2 separate regions of the Rattus norvegicus genome follow, and region 2 is linked to region 1. A link is a contact called in public Hi-C data. All regions are on one chromosome and are shown on one strand. The core of a region is the stretch at or near the end of the contact, and the rest is flanking DNA. Distances in the headings are between cores, read along the strand shown.

The links. Hi-C and Micro-C count contacts between places; a contact is called where the count stands out from the background.
Region 2: a Hi-C map of liver shows a contact between it and region 1, with 7 times the contacts expected there. The contact joins the promoter of Cyp7a1 here to the enhancer-like site in region 1. A contact is called at or near these places in 10 of 12 Hi-C or Micro-C datasets (the A7r5 cell line, Schwann cells, frontal cortex and 5 more).

What each region holds. Positions count from the first base shown.
Region 1 is chr5:24,130,175-24,132,874 of GRCr8, reverse strand. No RefSeq gene overlaps it. Among named protein-coding and RNA genes, the nearest start is that of Ubxn2b, 30 kb to the right of the region's middle. Within about 2 kb of position 1,399, at least 6 of the 93 cell types and tissues checked have an H3K27ac peak or open chromatin away from gene starts, as enhancers often do. A contact at or near this core is called in liver, where this site is marked.
Region 2 is chr5:24,182,904-24,185,657 of GRCr8, reverse strand. It overlaps Cyp7a1 (cytochrome P450 family 7 subfamily A member 1), which reads left to right and starts at 1,456. Exons shown (of 6, transcript NM_012942.2): 1 at 1,456-1,569. The coding sequence starts at 1,490.

The DNA.
Region 1 (2,700 bases), core at 150-2,649:
AGTAGAAATGCAGGGGTTTTTGTGCCTATTGTCACATGTCATTTTTTTGAAAGAGGTGAAATGTAGTTAATGAACTTTTAAGAAATGTCCGTGTGCTGGCATGCTTGACTATGGAGATCTGAGGACAAGCTCAATACTGGTCTCATCTTGCTTGAGATGGGATCCCTTTGTTGTTCATAGCTATATAGTCCAGGCTAGCTGTCCTATGAGCTTCAGAAGTTCTCCATCTTAGCCCTCCAATTTCAGGAGAGAAGTTGCAAGATCAGGCACAAGAGACCTTGTCCAGCTTTAGGTAGGTGAGTTTTGGAGATTTGAGAGAACCAAATTATAGTGAATTGAGTGAGCAGTTACTGTATTTGCTCAAACAGAATATAGCCTAGAAAATAAAAGCTTTGCAACTTCAGCCACACAGTGAGCTCAAGCCTGGACTAGGTTATACTCACATACATGCATGTACATATGCATACAAAAGATGGGGGCTCTGAACATAAAGCATGGCACTTTGGTATACAAAGAACTTCAAAGGGAACTGTAAGGTCCAAGAAGTGTCCTCAAGCTAACTCTCTGGCTACTGACTCACAAGTCCTCCAGATGTGACTCATTAAAGCCGGAAGTCCTCTTCTCCAAAACGGTAAGACTTGAAGTCTTCTCCAGAATGAAAACAGCAGTCTGTTCTTTCTCCTTTAAGCTCTGATACCAGAGGCCCTGAATTATGCAGGGAGAGGCCCCCTGAACCCTCAGGCCTTGCTGGACTTCCTGCTTCTGCTATGACTATTCATTCAATTACAGTTGCCCATTACTCAAGGGAGCTAAGCAAAAAGCTTTCCATGGGGATTGGGTCTTTGTATTTACAGGCAACTGTAACAATAAAACCTGCAGTAAGATGCACACACCTTTGTCTTCTGCCTTAGGTGACAGCTGTGAGCCTTGTGTGTGGGATAACTCAGCACTCCATCTCCAATTACCCCAAAGGGTAGAGCAATGCAAGACAATTCACACCCAGGATGAACGGACTGCTGACACCCCCACTTAGTGATCCTGAAGTAAGTCAGTTAGCATGTCTCCCAGGAAAATCTTTGTTGTTCCTCTCACCTTTCAGTGACCTCAGAATGGCTGCATGAAATAATGCATGGAAAAAGGATTTTAAGTTACTATTATTTGTAGACATCTCACTTAAAAATCCCATGTCCTTTGTGCTTTTAGCATGAGCTGATTTGCATAATTGAGCTATTCAGAATATACTTAATAAGGTCTAGAGATTCATCCAATTAACACGTCTTTGGCAACTGAACTGGCTCCAGTGTGAGTCTAATTTTACATGAGAAACGTTCTTGACAGAGGGCATGTTTGTAATACAGGTCTGTAAGCCTCAGGGAGAGCTTATCAGAACCAACTATGCCCTGCTTTGTCCCTGTTGTTGGCACAGCTCTGACCACACCTGGCTCCTCTCCCTACACTGTTTAGAACCAAGAACTTACTGTTCCAAGCAAAGTTCGCAGGAATCCAAAAGTCCAGGGAAGCCACATGTAGACGTCTATGAAGGGCTTGTGGTACAGACCGGTCAGTCACAGAGCACAGACCCAGTTTAATTCCCAGTTCTGAAAACAATGACAACAGGGCACCCAAAATGCTTTAAATAGCAGGACAATGAGTGGAAGTGAACGTTTCTAAGTTGGAGATGTCACGGTATATGATCAAATCAAAGCAGAACTCCCGAGTATTTGGACATGGACAGAGTGAGGGCTGGCATCAACTAGTATTTGTAATATAAAGAATGAGTAACCATGCTTTTCCATGGATTTAAAATGTCATTGGCTAAGAAAAATCTTGCTTTCCATAATCATTTGTAAAAGTGAAATTGAGACTTATTTGCATGTATGAAATAAAAAGGCATGGAGTTCTAGAAGTGTAAACATCTCATTATTTTCACTAATGGATTAAGATGGGTCCTCTTTATTTAAAAAAAAAAAAAACTACCACTTTAGGAGCAGTGGAAAATAATCTGTGACTTGTCTAGCGGCCTTTGCAACCGAGTGCAAGTTAAAGTCATCGCACAGCAAGCATCATCGAGGAATGGCTACAACCTGGAATTGCATCAGTAAGCCGACAAAAGCAGATTAAATAAAAAACAGAAAGAGATCCAGATGCCTGTGAAGGGATACAGCTGTGTTAAAAGGGATTTATTTCACGTTCTGTACAGAGAATGTTTCCTGCCATTAGGAGCTTTGGTGCTCATTTCTGACAAAAATAATTAAAATGCACGTTTATAAGTAAAAATGAAATCAGCTGAGTTTATATGTATAATTGTGTTGGGATATCCAAACGTAGACTTTCACCACATCATCCTTCTCAAAATAATTCCAAGAACACTGAAACACATGCATGTTTGCAGACTTTATCTGCTTGAAAAGGTCATTTGGAAATCCGTAACTTCAGGTCACTTCTGCCGCCTCTGCTTGCGTCGAAGATTGCACAATGGAGTTAAGTCAGAGAACAAGAACAATGTATAATGAAAGTGAGAAGTCTTTATAGGTGCAGCCAACTTAGGGCCGGGCCAAAGTCAACATCTCCCTAAGCTGGAATATGTAAGACATCTGAGTGGCACATGATTAAGTCTCTATTATCATTGGATTTTCTGTAGCTTTCTAATTGAAAAGATTATTAAATATATTTTAGTGCATGCTCAATTTACTACAGTTA
Region 2 (2,754 bases), core at 207-2,706, 53 kb before region 1:
TAAATATCAAAAATGCTAATGGCTCGACATTTACATCCCCAATTTCTCCTTTCTCCTTACCTCAGACTCTTACATTCAGTTGACAATTTGACATCGTCTCCTGGATTTTCAAATGTTCAGCACACTGTACTGATGTACTGCCTTCCAAGGCAACCGGCACGATCCTCTCCCCACTCCCAAGCATCCCTCCATGAGCCAGTGTTTGCTTATCTTCTTGACTCTTGTTTTAACCCAACTCCTCCCCTATTCACTCTGCTCTAATTCATTCATTCTATATTTTCGCACATCAGGCTCATCCTTTGCTCAGGAACTTCACTTTTGCTTTCCGGTCTCCTGGAAATGTGTTTTCTTGGCTATTCCATCTCAAGACCATCTTTTCAGAAAAGCTTTTCCTATCAACATATTTAAAGCCCTCTTCATCCCCCAGTAGCTCTGGACACCTCATTTTATGGATACACAACACATATTTGCCACCTGTCTCCCCATTAAAATATAATCTTCAGTAGAGAAACTCCATATCTTGTTAATACCTGAAACAAGAATATCTTCAAAGAGTTCCTGGGACATAAAAACGCTCAATTAATATTTATGTTAAACAGGGATCTGGGGTATATCACAGAGGTAGAGGGCTTACCTAGGAGGAGTTGGGCCATGGGTTCAACTTCCAGCACAGAATGAAAGATTATGTTAAATAAAGTTGGGAAGGATGTATGCCAGTCTATGAGTAGTATAGGAGGTAAATTATGAATTCATATTTACTTTTCGGACAAGAAGTGTTGTAGTCTTTATTTGAAATAAAATACATCTTAATTACCAATAACAATTGGTAAGGAGTGAATTCTCAAGCTGTGGCTTCCTGGTAGATGAGTCCTGGGAGGTTTTCTATTTCGATGATGGTAGATAGGTAACCTGTCATATACCACATGAAATACCTGTGGCTTTGTAAACACACCGAGCAGTCAAGCAGGAGAATAGTTCCATACAGTTCGCGTCCCTTAGGATTGGTTTCGGGATACTTCTGGAGGTTCATTTAAATAATTTTCCCCGAAGGGTAACATTATGGGCAGCCAGTGTTGTGATGGGAAGCTTCTGCCTGTTTTGCTTTGCGTCGTGCTCCACACCTTTGACAGATGTGCTCATCTGTTTACTTCTTTTTCTACACACAGAGCACAGCATTAGCTGCTGTCCCGGCTTTGGATGTTATGTCAGCACATGAGGGACAGACCTTCAGCTTATCGAGTATTGCAGCTCTCTGTTTGTTCTGGAGCCTCTTCTGAGACTATGGACTTAGTTCAAGGCCGGGTAATGCTATTTTTTTCTTCTTTTTTCTAGTAGGAGGACAAATAGTGTTTGCTTTGGTCACTCAAGTTCAAGTTATTGGATCATGGTCCTGTGCACATATAAAGTCTAGTCAGACCCACTGTTTCGGGACAGCCTTGCTTTGCTAGGCAAAGAGTCTCCCCTTTGGAAATTTTCCTGCTTTTGCAAAATGATGACTATTTCTTTGATTTGGGGAATTGCCGTGTTGGTGAGCTGTTGCATATGGTTTATTGTTGGAATAAGGAGAAGGTATGGAAAGATTTTTAAAAATTTATCTTTTAGCTTATTTCTAGTATTCATTGCCTTCACTATTATGTAGTGCAAAAAATACTAATGCATTAATATTTTTAAATTTAAAATTTAAAGACGTACTTCTTTGACTAAATCTAGTAAGATGTAGAGAGTCCCCCTTGGAACATTCACATATGCCACTGGTAATGCAGATCTTGTGAAATATAACTAAAGAAATCACAAGTCATCGATGTAAGTTTGTGTCTGCATGGGCGGAACAAACCTAAGCTAAGAAGAGTAGTATTTGGGAGGGATCTTTCTGTGACATGAACTGAATAGACGCACTGCCTCAGCAAACACACATTCATTTGAATTTTCCTCAGACTCAGTCTAAGCCTGGTGAGAGCACCAAGTGTGAGTCTGTCTGCCTCTAACGTTTCCTTCCAGTGGTAATCAGCTGTGTGGCTGTGAAACCTTGGCGCCTGCACATGACAGCCATTTGAATAGTTCAAAGAACATTTAGGGACAGGATATTAAGATATTTTCTGTGATGTCAACATCAAAATAGGAGAATGCCCCTGGCATTATCTTCAGAGAGGTAGACTACTGTGCGTTGTCTTACTTTAAAGAAATTTCTTTGCCCCTTTGGCTATTTTAATTCAAACCTGAAAGTTTTCAGTTTTAATTAAACTGTTGATTTTCATGCTAGGAAAGGAAATATCAATTATACTTAATTGTTCTTACAAGAAATAAAATCATTTATGTCGGGAGATAAATAAGCTCATAATTTTAATAAAACATTTAAGAGAGAGAAAAAGAGTAGTGGATTATAGTTCATTGTCTGTCAATGTTTACCTGACCCAGTTTCATTTTATAATTATCTAATTTTTCAAATGAGATTCCTGTTCTTTCCAAATATCATTGCAGAATACTAACATTCTTTTTTTCAGAGTTGAGAATCAAATGGAGGGTTTTTTCATCCTGGCACAAGCTCCGCTCTTCAGTAACACCTCCAGCCCTCAGAATGCCAATATTTTAAATTATGTAGGTTGTTAAAACTTTAGTGCTGGGGCTGGGGATTTAGCTCAGTGGTAGAGCACTTGCCTAGCAAGCGCAAGGCCCTGGGTTCGGTCCCCAGCTCTGAAAAAAAGAAAAAGAAAAAAAAAAACTTTAGTGCTGTAGCCCTTTCTGTTATTTGATGTT